Linked DNA regions of Bicyclus anynana: region 2 is linked to region 1. Evidence: chromatin contacts called from public Hi-C data. All regions are on one chromosome and are shown on one strand. Each heading gives the region's core, a stretch centred on a gene start, on an enhancer-like site or on the middle of the called end of the contact. The rest is flanking DNA. Distances are from core to core; before and after follow the strand shown.

The links. Hi-C and Micro-C count contacts between places; a contact is called where the count stands out from the background.
Region 2: a Hi-C map of whole larva shows a contact between it and region 1, with 2.9 times the contacts expected there. The contact joins the enhancer-like site here to the promoter of LOC112053478 in region 1. A contact is called at or near these places in 2 of 2 Hi-C or Micro-C datasets (whole body and whole larva).

The regions. Positions count from the first base shown.
Region 1 is chr3:3,073,356-3,081,224 of ilBicAnyn1.1, forward strand. LOC112053478 (cytochrome b-c1 complex subunit Rieske, mitochondrial-like) reads right to left here and starts at 3,011. Exons shown (of 4, transcript XM_024092893.2): 1 at 2,701-3,011; 2 at 2,480-2,620; 3 at 1,034-1,211; 4 at 1-114. The coding sequence starts at 2,905.
Region 2 is chr3:3,224,534-3,232,304 of ilBicAnyn1.1, forward strand. It overlaps LOC112045460 (zinc finger protein chinmo), which reads left to right. Exons shown (of 7, transcript XM_052891071.1): 4 at 1-58; 5 at 419-621; 6 at 1,341-1,538; 7 at 2,648-7,771. The coding sequence ends at 2,841. Among protein-coding and RNA genes, the nearest start is that of LOC112045492, 11 kb to the right of the region's middle. Within about 2 kb of position 2,773, at least 8 of the 8 cell types and tissues checked have open chromatin away from gene starts, as enhancers often do.

The DNA.
Region 1 (7,869 bases), core at 1,761-4,260:
CAGACTCCGATAACAACCAACCATTTCGGATCTTGAGTGCGGACGTCGTCGTGTTGCGGGTCTCGTAACTGATCGATGGGTACTGCTTTCTCTGTCGCGATCTCGCTGGCGGTCCTACAAAAGGCAAGAGAATCTTAAGAACCAGAGACAATTTTGTTTGTCTAAAAAAAGTAATACATACTGTATAAATTGTACTGTTGTTTGCAAAAAAAATCTAAAAAATTCAAATAAAACACAAATTTTTAACCAACTTCCAAAAAGGAGGAGGTTTTATGTTTGGCTGCATGTATGTTTATATTTATGTTTTCATATTTAGTCTTTGTAATAATTAAAACTCTATTTGAATTGTCCACTAAATTTCTTTCTTGTAAGTTGTTAGTGTTATACCCCGTGCCTCAGAGACCATCAATCTTTATTGTTATCGAGTTGGATTGGCATGGTGGGTGTATGTAATGGACCATTAAAATGGTTTTTTGAAGATGATGATATTTAAAAAAAAAACTAGAAGAACTACAGTTTCACCAGCATTATCCCTTCGTTCCCTTGGGAATACGAGGATGAACAAAAACAACAATGTTACTTCCAATGGTGAAGAATGTTTCAAATCAGTCTAGTAGTTTTTGAGTTTATTTGTTACATAGAAGAATACAAATCCTTCTTTTTTATAATACTAATTTGACGGCCTCCGTGGTGCAGTTGTATGCGTGGTGGATTTACAAGACGGAGGTCCTGGGTTCGATCCCGGCTGGGCCAATTGAGGTTTTCTTAATTGGTCCAGGTCTGGCTGGTGGGAGGCTTGGGCCGTGGCTAGTTACCACCCTACCGACAAAGACGTGCCGCCAAGCGATTTAGCGTTCCGGTACGATGTCGTGTATAAACCGAAAGGGGTGTGGATATTCATCCTCCTCCTAACATGTTAGCCCGCTTCCATCTTAGACTCCGTCATCACTTACCATCATGTGAGATTGTAGTCAAGGGCTAACTTGTAAAGAATAAAAAAAAAAAATATCAGTGTAGATTAGTATTGATTTACCTGTGGCGGATGAAGAGTGGCTTACCACGCCACTTGAAAGTAACAGACTTGCCCTCAGGAATTTCAGCCATTTTGATTTCAATTTTGGCCAAGGCAAGGACGTCGGCAGCAGCTGCCATGGACGACACAAAATGTGTCACAACCGTCTTGGCTGAATAAGCTGCAGCTACACTCCCAGCTGAAATATTTAAAAAAAAATATTTTAATTAATGTAAGTGATTAATTTTTTTTTTAAGTGTTTAATTTATGTAAGTGTATCTGATTCTGAGAGGTGATTCGAGCTCAACAGTGAGCCGAATAGGGGTTGATAACCCTTGGGTTGAGTCTTTGACCACACACCAGAAAGCGCATTTTGGTCAACCCAGGTGGACTGACAACATCAAGTGAGTCACATGAAGTTGCTAGATGCAGGTAACTCAGAATTGTGGTGTCTGGAGGTCTCTACAAAAGGTCTATACCATGCAGAGGATGTCCATCAGCTGATGATGATGAATGGTGATGATTTTTTTTTTATTCTTTACAAGTATAGCCCTTGACTACAATCTCACCTGATGTAAGTGAAGATGCAGTCTAAGATGGAAGTGGGCTAACTTATTAGGAGGAGGATGAAAATCCACACTCCTTTCGGTTTCTACACAACATGGTACCGGAACGCTAAATCGCGTGGCAATATGTCTTTGCTGCTAGTGGTAACTAGTCACAGCCGAAGCCGATCTGGGCCAATTAAGAAAATCTCAATCTGCCCTGCCGGAGATCGAATTCAGGACCTCTGTGTTGTAAATCTACCACTCATACTACTGCACCACGGAGGCAATCAAAATGAATAATGAAGTGTCTTATATCAGGTTGTCTGTGATCATGGCAAACTTCTGGTCTGCTCTAAACACAACCATGAGGGACAAGTATAGCTATGCAGCATAACTAATCCAGTAAGCCTACGATGCGCATGACATATGCTGAGAGAAGAGACAAAATTGTAGAATAATAGCAGTCAAATTGAATTTAGCACTTAACACATTTAATGACTGACAACAGAAAAATAAACAATAACTTGTCACTGGAATGGAAAATGACTTGAATTTATACTTGAACACTCACTTTTTCTACAATTATCAAATCAAACAGACAAATTGACTGCTAGTACTTCTTGTTTTTTTTTTAATTGAATTTTTTGTACCTATCATCATCATTTATATGTGACAATAGGATAAGAAAAAGAATTATTAAAACTATTTCAGAAAAATAACCACTAGCTTCTTCAATGTTTCACCACCATAAATTATTATTGTTTGTTATGAGACTAGTAAGGATTAAATCTAAATGACTCTTCTACAAAGCATATGTTAACATTGCCTGGTGTCTAGTAATCAGTTCACTCTTGAGTTATGTACAGTTTAGGTACTTTACTAACTTAAATACCTAAGGAAAAGTCAAGGAAAAACTAACCTCCAGCAATAAGGTATGTGAATGACTGGCGGTCATCTATATTCTCCTTTGCCTTAGACGTCGGGTCCTGCGTCTCCTTACGACGGTACGCAGAGAAGTCGGGGTACGCGATATCGGTGTGCGCGAAACGTACTTGAATCGCTGAAAATGGCAGAATCGTGTTATGTAACATGGTTTTCTTCATAACTACTTTGTTGATATCAAATTGTCATGTTACTCACCACTGGGACCATGTTTGATCTTCAAGTTCTGGGCAGGCAAAGCTCCATGTAATGACTGCACGGTGGAAGTCTTCGGAAGAGGTTGCGACACCAGTTTGTCAGCCGGAGACGGTGCTACGACGAGGGGTTTCAGGCCATTCGACACTACAGTTGAACTGGCTTTAAAGTATGGAGCCAAGTGACCAGCCCTCGCGACGGAATTCATTTTGCTTGGGAACTGAATTTACGCAATAAAATTGCTTTTAATTTTTCGCAACGCACTCGTTTGACGTTCAATTGAAAACGTCAAGTTGAACACCATGACCTTGACAGTTGTCACTATAGTTGCCATACTTTCGTTTCGAGTTATTGATTTTTAACTTTTACATTCATCTAATCATATTTTATTTTATTTAAATTTTCCAAAGCACATAAATTAAGTAATAAAATATGTTTAATAAAAATTATAATTAACGCTCTGTATTAAAAATTAAAAAAAATAAATGTACTGTTCTCTATTTTGAATCCTCGTTAACAGATGTCGCTAGCAGTAACAGGTAAAATATTCTTGTGACTTCTAATAGATGTCGCTATCTGTTGGTGTGTTTTTTTTAGGATTCCGTAGTTTTTTAAATATTATTGGAGTTTGGCGGTTTGCTATATTATGTGGATTTATAAGAATACATAACAAGCATTTTCGGCAAGTCCTCAGAAACTGCTCCGTTTTTAATGACTTTTTTAAAGTTATGTTATTCAAAATCAGAAACCTTTTGGTGCGGATACGAAATGATATAGGTATATTGTTTAAACAATATGTATGCTTTATATAATAAGTAATTAAAAAATACTGCCAACTTTAAAAACACAAACGTATGCAGAAAACTAATAAGCGAAAGAAAATATTATAATATTTTCTATCTACTGATCAATTTGAAGGCGATGCCAATGGTCCAATTAATGGATAAAAAATCAATCGTCTACTGTTTTTCTAGCATTAGGGTTCGAATTGTTTTTTCATATTTTAAGAGAATAATGGAAAAGCAATTCCAACCATAGGGGTAGGGGTAGGTAAAACAGGGGATGGAACTATACGAATGAAACTGTGAGGCGTCGGCTAATGAAAGAAAGAAGAAATAAAGATAATTTTATTCAAATCTTAAAGTTACAGTCCGTCAGTACCCTATCCTTATGACAGCATGTCTGTCTGTAACCCTTAAAAAGAAAGGGTGTACAGCTCAGCATATGACGTGCACTACGTACAATTATAATACACGGCGCTGATTTTCAGCTTAGACCCGTGTGACGTCATAGCTAATAAATTATACAAATAAATTCATTGTAACTAAATTAAAATAAGCAATACAAATAAATTCAATATAACTAAATTAAAATAATGATGAATACCTTACCTTATCAGCCGATAGACGTCCACTGCTGGACATAGGCCTCTTGCATGGACCTCCAAGCACAACGATCTCGAGCCACCAGCATCCATAATGATAAATATATATATCACCCCTATTTTCCCACCTTAGGGTAGTAACTTTTTTTCAAACTGATATGAGATTAATTTTAAGTCCTATCTAATGAACCATAGATTTTTCCAAGGCGAAAAGTTGCCTTGTGTTAATCCATAGTAAAATCTATTTCATTCCAAATTTCACTCATATCGGTACAGTAGTTGCGGCGTTAAAGAGTAACATACATCCATACAAACTTTTTAGATATCTAGATATCAATATCATGGACCTACTACCAACTATTTACAAACGCAAATAGATACTACCTATTTAAGTAAGTATATAAATATTTTCATGGCCGTTACTGCGTTTTGTTGAGGCATATCCGTGTGTACTTAAGTACATGCGTAAATATCTACTTAATGCATGCATGAATTTTTATGTGTTCACTCACACGTTGACAAATTTATGATAACCCTACCATGCGAACATGCGATGACCTTAACTTGGAGTGTTAAAAAAATATCATTTCCGCGGTGCGAACTACAAAAATACACGCACCTTGCATTAGCGTTTAGATACGTCACACGTCACTCCCAACAAAATATTGACGTGTTTGGCGACTTGCAACACTTATCAACAGATGGCGTTGGTTGGTTCACAAACGATGTAGTGCGTTCTTCAAGATGCGTTTCCGAACAGAATAGCGGTTAGGTATAATGATGGAGGCGATGCGTTGCGCGGGGCGCCCATGGGAGGGACGGCCCAATTTAAACGGCTTGCCGTTACACAATGAATTTATTGCCGCATACGGTTGAGGCTGACACATATTGCGTGCATGTCATGTGCGGACTGGAATGCTAGGACTGAACAATTAATAGATGAGGTGGGCTCTCATTTCAAAACAAAACTATTAGTTGGTCGGCATACGTTAGTCAAGTAGTTGAAATTAGTATAGACTGAGGAATGAGGATCTAAGTATAGAAAATGATAAAAAAATATCATCATCATCATTATCAACCTATATTCGGCTAATTGCTGAGCTCGAGTCTCCTCACAGTATGAGAGGGGTTAGGCCAATAATCCACCACACTGGCCCAATTGGTAGACTTCACACACGCAGAGAATTAAGAAAATTCTCTGGTATGCAGGTTTCTTCACGATGTTTTTCCTTCACCGTTTGAGACACGTGATATTTAATTTCTTAAATTGTTATGTTGGAAGTGCATGCCCCAGACCGGATTCGAACCCACACCCTACGGTATTGGAGGCGGAGGTCATATCCACTGGGCTATCACGTCTCTCAATAAAAAATAGGTTATCTATACTAATATTATAAAGCTGAAGAGTTTGTTTGATTGAACGCGCTAATCTCAGGAACTACTGGTCCGATTTGAAAAATTCTTTCAGTGTTAGATAGCCCATTTATCAAGGAAGGCTATAGGCTATACATTATCCCCATATTCCAACGGGAACGTGAACCATGCGGGTGAAACCGCGCGGTGTCAGCGTAGTATTTTAATAATTTATCAATTATATTAAGGCCTATTTTAAGGGCGAGGCATTGAAGCAGCGTGATGGGTCTAGCTCCATATCCCCTGTCTTGTAAGGATGAATAAAAAATAGTCTGATCTTCATGTTTGTAAAGAAAGAAGAAAGAAAGAAGAACATTTCTTTCTTTCTTTCTTTCATGTTTGTAAGTGTATGTAGGTACCTACCTAAGGAATTAAGTATAATCTATTCAGTGCAGTCATAATTTTTAATTTAGATTATCATAGTTTTTTAAAAAATACCATTTGTCACATCTATTTTTAAATTTTTCCGATTCCCCTCGAATTTTTCTGAAAGATTATTTTAGGAGTGGGTACGACAATAGTGTCTCGTTTAAGGGAGTCTAGTACCAGCCTCCTCCACTGCCAACCTGCTCGTGATGCATCCTGCAGGTCGACCAATAGCGGCATAACCATTCGGAACTGGCTGGATTTTGCAAATGGTACAGACCGGTGTCGGGCAGCAGCGACACTGGCGGCGCGGAAATATCCAGCCCTGTGAATGACCAACCCTCATGTCTAGCGTGGTCATTTTCGGGCATGGATAACAACAAAACGCAACAGCCTTTAGTCCACGGTGGCCCTATTGGCATGGGGTGTCAAGAATTTCCTGGGGAGCTAGTTGCAAGGAGCCGCTGGATGCTAACGGTTTGAGACCGACCGACCGTTTGACTGATAATTTAATAATGATAATGATGGTAAGCTCTGGAGCCCCTTTCCTCTTGAGCTATTGGACTTATTTAGATGACTTTAACTTGATAGTTGATACCTACCTACTATTTTCATACTGCAGTGATTGTGTGCACAAGACACACAAACGCAAGGAACTAAAACAAATAAAACTACAATGTGTTGACCTGCCAAGTCGAATTTTCGCTCGGAAATAAACAGTCTGTGAATGTCGTCCTACATGGACTGAAAGCCTGCGATGGGTAGACGTTCCTCATTTTAAAAAGCATGTTTGTCTGTCCAGTCCATGCTTCTACCAAAGGTAAGTAATAACAGCCTGGAGATGGGAAGATGGCGGCCTTTGTGCCACCGTGCCTCGAAGAGCACGTAAAGCCATCGGTCCTGCGCCTGATATTTCACCGGTTGTATGGCTCTGCCGTCCCATCGGAGTATGAGTCTGAGAGAATAGACACACACTATAATATCTTCTGCGTGCATGTTTAATCTCTCCATGAGATTGACCGCCGTGGCCACCATGGTCCCAGCAACCCCCTAATAAGCTACCGAGTACTGTACTTACCTATGGTAGTTGCATCGGCTGACGAACTTTAAGTAAGTCTGACTATCGCATGCTTTTGTCTAACACCTATGAGGCCGCGTATCCGAAGTGAGTGACCGATGTTATAGACGAACTGCATTAAATACGAATAGAACACTAAATGTATGATTTTTACTTGGCGTTCGTCCAAATTGAACGCTCGTTTTGTGTAATTTGGCATGTTTTCCGCCTCGCCGACACCTGTCATCATGCAGACTACGAAGTTCAAGTGTTCACTGTCGTGTGCCTCGGCCCTCGGTTACAATTATTTTAGTTCCATCGTTTTTATAGCAATACTTGACAGACAAAGCAAAGGGTCCAAAGATCGCTTATAAACAGTTTAGCACTTCTCAGAGCATGCAAGGGTCATGGCCTATTATATAGCGACACCCTGTGTTCATCAATATTTGGCATAATTGGAGATAAGATTGTAATTCTCAAATCAGATTTTGTAATTAATTCAATATAGTTTAGGAGCGAAGCCGATCAGTGCGTATTGCCAGTGATGACATATGGATCCGAGACTTGGTCGCTGACTATGGGCCTTATCAGAAGGCTCAAAGTCACTCAGCGGGCGATGGAGCTAGCTATGCTTGGAGTTTCTCTGCGTGATCGAATCCGGAATGAGGAGATCCGCAGACGAACCAAAGTCACTGACATAGCTCAGCGAGTCGCAAAGCTGAAGTGGCAATGGGTGGGCCACATAGTTCGAAGAGCCGATGGACGTTGGGGTCCCAAGGTGCTGGAATGGCGACCCCGCACCGGAAAGCGCAGTGTTGGGCGACCCCCCACTAGGTGGACCGAGGATATCAAGCGGGTTGCAGGGAGCCGCTGGATGCTGGCGGCTCGAGATCGTTGTGCTTGGAGGTCTATGTCCAGCAGTGGACGTCTATCGGCTGATAAGTTAAGGTAG
Region 2 (7,771 bases), core at 1,523-4,022, 150 kb after region 1:
GCAGACCCGTTCAGCCCAAACCATCGCCGTCTCAGAGTCCACATACTAGGAATTACAGGTAGGTTGTAGTGAATGTCCTTTGATTCTCTTAGGTTCAGGTACCATCTAAAGCCTTCACCACGCAGCTCAATCGATTAAGTTGTTGTTAGTCATTACCATTGCGTTTAACGTTTTACTGATCATAATAATAAGTGAATGGATAAAAAACTGTACTAAAAAAATTGTGGTAAAGCCGTGGCTTAATGTGGCTTAATTGAATATGTACTAAAGACATAAACTTACAACTCCGAGATTTACTATTTTGGTAAGAAAAATCCATCAAGTGTCAGTTTTTGAGATTGATTCAGGACTTCAAGATCTATAGGTACCTAACATAACAAACATATGGCCGATAAAGATGATGATGTGGTGATTGCAGGCAAAGCTCATCATCATCACACTGCGGCAGCGTCGCTGACGAGCCCGACACGCGCTCGTCCCCGGGCGCCGGCCCGCGGTACGAGGACACCCCGGAGTGCACGTCCACTCTGGCGAACCCGGTCAAGAACAACGGATACGAACGAGCCGCCTCGGGTAACGACGAAATGATGGACCGCGTGTCAAACGACCAGGGCGCAGAAGGTTAGTATGGAGGCGAAATTGATTGTTTCTTTTGTGAGACGACTCCACTCTGAGAAAATAATCCACTTCAATACATACGTAAGGAACTTACAATTTACTTATGATACATACATACAAAAATTATGAGTAATAGGTGCTGCTTATTGTGCCGCAAACCATGTTAAGCATAAGGGACTTGTTTACAAAATGGAGTTTCTAGAGGTACGAGTGTAAACACAAAAAACAAACGAGATAATTTTGTCTACATAACGCTCTCTTTCTCTCTCTCTCTCTTTGCAACGAGAACTATGTTATGTTATCAATTTCATTGCGGTGGGACGAAAGGGAGACGTAGACAATTTATCTCGTTATTTCTTGGCGCCCATCTCAGACCTGCTGAACTCTGTTTGCTTAGAGCTTTACTTTATTCCGAGAAATTCTTAAGCTAATAGTTCACCACGTTAGACAAATGCGGATTGGCTGACTTTACACACGCAGAGAATAAAGGAATTCTCAAGTATGTCGTTTTCCTTACGATGATTCCTTTACCGTTTGAGACACGTGATATTTAATTTCTTATGATGCAAATAATTGAAAAGGTGGAGTTGTGCCCTCCGAATTAATGTTTATCACAGCTTTGACTAATAAACCTCACTTTAACCTTCCATTACCACATAATGTTATTCAAACTATTTAAAAATATCTACAGAACTTGGTCATAAATATGATCAAAATTCCAGATTTACGAGTGAAAAGTGAAAACGACTACAACACGAGCGGCTACAACAACTCTCCGCCGCCCGCCGTGCCGCTGCCCACCACTAACTACCACGACAAGCCCGCCGACACCTCGCCCGTACCACCCAAACCCAGCCCCGAAACCATCTGGCCAACCAAACTGATCACAAGCAAGTCCGGCGGAATCGCTACTGCTGACGGTAAACTATTTTTTTATTTTTTATTATTTTTTTTTTTTTATTTTTTTTTTTACAAGTTAGCCCTTGACTACAATCTCACCTGATGGTAAGTGATGATGCAGTCTAAGATGGAAGCGGGCTAACTTGTTAGGAGGAGGATGAAAATCCACACCCCTTTTGGTTTCTACACGGCATCGTACCGGAACGCTAAATCGCTTGGCGGTACGTTTTTGTCAGTAGGGTGGTAACTAACCGCGGCCGAAGCCTCCCATCAGCCAAAAACTATATTTTACGCATACAAATTATTTATCACGACAAACTGCCTCGATAAGCCCGTCAACACCTTCACTATACCGCCCAAACCCAGCCCTGAGAACTTTTGGTCAACCAAACTGATCACAAGCAAGTCCGGCGGAATCGCTACTGCTGACGGTACACTATATTTTATGCATACAAATTATTTATCACGACAAAATGCCTCGATAAGCCCGTCAAGACCTTCACTATAACGTTCAAACTCAGCCAAGAGAACATCTGGCCAACCAAACTGATCACAAGCAAGTCCGGCGGAATCGCTACTGCTGACGGTATACTATACTTTACACATACAAGTGATTGAAACGGTCAACTACCTTGACAAACCCGTCAACACCTTCACCACACCATCCAGAGCCCAACCTCAGAGTCGGCATTATCTGGCCCACTAAACAGTTAACAAGACCGGTGGAATCGGTACTGCTGGCGGTGCTCTCTATTTTACAAGCTTTTATTTAACTTGGCCTCTTAATATGCCTTTATGTTAAAAATTGACGAACCACCAAAACAACAACTGACGGTAGTTACTCTCTTTATTATAGTTTTCCCTGCTATTGTGCATGTATATAGGTATGCTAAATCAGAGTCAGTCAGGTTTAGCTGCTTTGCCGTAAAAATATAACAGACAGACTTACTTTCGAATTTTTTATTATTTTTTATTAATATTTATGCGTCTTTAAACGCAAATAACATTTAAAAAATTGTGTGTTTTGTTCCTTTATTTACTCATACACCGATTACCATTTTTATGGAACTTCTATTTTCATTTAATCAACTTTGTTTATTTTACTTATGATGAAACCATCAATTTCCAGGTAAAAAACTAAAGTGTCCATACTGCGAGCGGCTTTACGGATACGAGACGAACCTGCGCGCTCACATCCGACAGCGGCACCAAGGCATCCGCGTGCCGTGCCCGCACTGTTCGCGCACGTTCACTCGCAACAACACGGTGCGGCGCCACATCGCGCGCGAGCACCAGCGCCCTCTGGCCAACCACACGCAGTAAACCTGTCTCTTTATTTGTTTAACTTTTATTAACCGATCTACCTCTGCTCTTTTCGGCGCGCGCGGGTGATTTATACACGCATTTTGTTGAAACTATCAAATTTGGGAGTTGTAAATTTGATAGTTTATTTGCTTCGATCACTTATAAACTTAGGCTAAAGGCCTTTTCAACTTAGCACTTGTAATTAAACGTTTTAACAGTAGGTACCCCTCAATGCTTATTTAAAACTGCAATAATCTAAGATGCTCAAAATGGATGATTTTTTTTATACTTTTTAATTCAGTGTTTTAACGTAAATGTCCTACAGTTAGTGATTTAGAAACCATCAAGTGCATCTAAATTTTATAAGTGATCGAAGTTTATTTGTGAAAAATTCGTGTCCCGTTTTTCGAGAGCTAAAAAGTGGTCCCCCGCGCCGCGTCTCTACTCTTTATAAAATGCGTACAATTGTATACCTCGTTGATGCATATTTTGTAACAGTGATCTACCTCAAAAATTGATCTTAAGATTTTTTAAGATTTTGGAATTTTGCGATAATTGTTACTTAATTTAATAATCACGTGTGACTTCGAACGGTTGCTCAGTGCTTCTACTTTTGGTACATGTTCAAAACATATTGTACCTTCATTTTTGCACCTTTGTCGCGTTAACGTACCTTATTTTGACTGTGAGATAAAGTTACCTTTATTAGACGATTTATTTTTGAGCTCTCGGTCGAGTGTGACATAGCTTTTATTATATTAAAAAAAATGAGCTAGGGAATCTTAGAAATGATGTTGAGACTGACGGTCATAGGCTTTAGTGTATGTAAATAATAGGAGAATGTATATCGCCTTGGCCTAGGTTGAGACATGCGTTTGACGTTGCACTGTGGCAAATACTTCTATTACTATTATTATTTACATTATTATATTCTATATATCCATCACAATAGACTGCTAAACCGGGTTAAGTTTATTTTATTTTGAACACAACTGTGATACAATAAGGACAGGCTCTATATTATATTTGTTTACGTTTTTGCCACACTGTTTATTGTTTGAGTAAACACACGCGGGCGTGGAACTCGAGTTCCAACGGTTCTGTACTGTACAAAGACGGACGGTTTTATTTTGTACAAAGTACAATTTGCCCTAGATGCATAAGTAGGTAGGTAATAACGTGTTTTTTTTTAAATTTGCGTGTAAGTTTGTGACGCGTGAATGTGTTTACAGTCCATCAACGTATCAGTGACGCAACGCCTCGCCTGCGCGGGTGTTATTATTGAGACCAAATGATTATATGTTTTTTTGCGATGGTATCGATTTTAACATTCCGTTTCGGACATTTTCGTTTTGCAGTAGCACACATAGGCCACTTATTATATGTACCTAGTCATTTCATGTGCAACCGCTTGAGATTTAAAGAATAATTATTTATGCGGACCACCGACGGTGTCGTTGTATTATAATTGTTGTCTAAACACTGTCGGTGGCCGTTTTTGAAATATATTAAATAACAATTAGATTCCGAACTATATGATTTTAAGTTGATCTTAATGCAAAGCAAACGGGATAGTGCCAAATAACCTCAATTTTAAGTATCGCCATAAGGATAACTAATTGTAATAGGATATCGTAAACAGGCGTCAGAAGGCCCAAGGTCACGCTAATAATGCACTTCAAGTTTTTGTTTTACAAAAACTATTTCATCTTCTATATTTTACTAATAATTCACTTTGGGTCATATACTACGAGTAATGCTAGTAGTTCGTTATGACTGATGTCCATTGTCACCTCTTCTTAATTCAGGGTATCTCTTCAGTCACATGTCAAATTAATAATGTAAAATTCAGGTAAACCTCGCAAACTGAAGCAAATATGAGCCTGTATTTTAACCGGTAATTCCAACAACCTGTAACAATGTAAGCATTGCGATTGCATTTGCTTTTGTTGCTGTGCATTGCTTATTGCTCCGAGTACGTTTCGGTCTAAAGGCGTAACAAGCAAAATTAAAAGGCTCATAGATTTGCCTTAGTTTGTGCATAGCAGAATTGTATATTATTACTATGACAAGCATCTAAAAGAGTATCGTGGTAAATACGGATCTTCAGGCCGAAAACATCTATGTTTGGACGCATAACATGTAATTATATAAAATTCTCGTGATTGGTGTTTGTTACCAAACTCCTCCGAAACGGCTGGACCGATTTTTATGATTTCTTGCGTCCCAGTAGGGCTCTTGGCATTATTAGGGCCATATTCATATTGGACGTTGCCTTCTTATTAACTTAGTTATTCTTATGGTACCACAACTATAATTTATTTTATTTTTTGTTTTTTTAAGTGTGGATGTGGCTGGGTGTTATTATTCCTGATATTTAGGAATGAGTTGCATTCATATTTATTATATTTATATTTTAGTGTATATTTAAATTTTATTTTTATGATAAACGCTTTACAAAGGCTCAGTGATTACAGTGTAGTTTCTGTCTTTTTTACCTACTCTGAAATATTTTATACCTCATTTTTAACTTATCGCATTTAAAACTAATAGAGAAGTTGCTGATAGCAGTCCTTTTGTGTCAGTGTGGATGGCGAACGTTGTACCTAATTTTAAACAGAATAAGATAAACTATATTATCTGTATCACTTTATTCTTAAAATATATCCTGTACAATTTTAAAGATGCTATTTTTTATTCTTAACAGTAAATTTTAGAGGATAGTAGATTTATTCAGATTGTGTATAAGCAATTATTTCAAAGAATATATTTTTTTTATCTCTATTCTGTATTACGCATTTGTTGTTTTGTTTTAAAGGTTCGGCTTGCGGTCATAGGAAGGGTAATGAAACGTTTAATGCGTACCATCCGCCATTTTGCATTTCTATTCACAGATAACACCTACATATAACTTTAACAATTTTAATTCGGAAACAAAGCTTTTTTTGTTTCTTGTTTCATACGATTGTTTATTGATATGGTATTTATTTGTGACTGTTGTTTTACGAAATGGTGGATAGAAGGTATGCCGATGCCATACTAAAAGTTTCAATGTCGTTCGGTAAAATAACATTTGCACGCAAAAAGAAAAGAAAAGGTGTGGCCTAAAAATAAAAAAAAAAATCAAAACTTGGATTTGGATTAGATGGATAGTGAAGGCATTGCGATTTTTTGTTTTTCACGAAAAAGCATTGCAATTTAAGCTTTGCAAACGGTAATAACTATTACCATTAAAGTCTACACCAAAGGATACAAAAAAAAATCCTGTTGTACTAGATCAACATAATTTGTATCTCAGATTACAAAATCCACAAGTATTTTTTTAAAAGCGGCATCACATATCTGTTGCTTATTAAAACTACAACAAACAAAATGACTTTGAAACTAAATTTATAACAAACTATTTAGTCAAAAAAATTTCAGTCAAAAAACACGAGACAAATTTTTAGAAAATTTCGTCATGGGTCTAATTATTTCTTGGTTTGACAATGTTATGTGTTCCTCTTTTTTGTGTCTGAGGTACACTTTATGTTTGTATTTGGACACTATTTAGTAATTTTTTTTTGTGAAATATCTTTGTTAGCAGTGCCTTCAACTTTACTATCGCAGATACGGTCAGTTGAGATGATGAACGTAAAAAAAGTAAAATAAACTAAGAGTTGACGGACGAATCTATTTTGATTCACATTACGTTAATAAGTAATATTGTTTCATATTTTTGGTATTTCTTGTGTTAAGTGTATTGTTAAGAACAAGTGTTTTGCTATTTCGGTTTAACTGTTAAAATTATTTTTTACTTTCTTTGAGAAATTATGTAAGAGGATGGAAATCGAGTATTCTGTTTTGTCCTTTCGTTCTTCGTATGAATTAAAAATTCATAGATGTGATTTCTTTTGACATTTAATGTTTATTTGTGATACGAAAAAGGGAATTGCATTAATGCATCATGTTTTGAGCTTTTATTTTTTTTTTCTTTCGATTTGTTTTTATATTAAGGGGTATTGAAGGATATCCGAAAAGTTGACACTAAGGGATCGCCATTTCATTTATATAACTTGCATCACTTCTTTCTAATAGTAGGGTACAAATTAAAAATTACGATATCATTAAGTCAATTTTCGATTGTTTACGTTTTGTATAATTTAGTTTTTTTTTTACCAACATGATTGTACAAACATTCTGTGTGTCACGGGATATTTGAGATCATGCCTAAATTAAGTTACGTCATTGTTAAAATTTAATATAGGTGGACGATTTACTATTAGTGGTTCCCAATAGTTTTAAATGTTGTATTTGATGTGATAAGGACCTCACAATTAGTCGGTGTATCGCAATCCCCTTGGGCGGCGGTCGATCTCTCACGATTTTAGCGAATGTAACTCTGTTTAGATGTGCAAATATATGTTGTATAGTTTCACGTATCGGCGCTATGTCGATCACTTTATATTTAATGTTATGGAGACGTGGAACAATGGAGAAATTATGGTTGCGTTCGATGTTAATGTTTAAAGTGAGTGACGGTAAAGTGAATATACTTACAGATAGGTATATTTAAATGGACATAAGTGTCTATTCTATACTTAGAAACCGTGAATTATTGATACTAATGCGATCACAATAATATAAATAAAAATAGAAATCTGCAGAAAATATTTATACTTTGGAGAGCTACTGATATATATTATGATTGCATCGAGTTAACAGTTAAATAATTTGATATGAGTTTGATCAGAATAAATACTTTGCATTTCTATACAAACCAATTCACTGACTGCATTTAAGTTTTCTTTGTTAATGGCTCCTGTTTGGGATAATATGTGGTAGGGATAATGTTGAATTTTTTGTATTTTTAAGTTTTAATTTTATGTGAATATCGCGATATGTCGTGATGGTAAAGCCAAAGATTGTTACGGGTATGGTGACCCTCTGCCGTCACATGGGCTGTGCG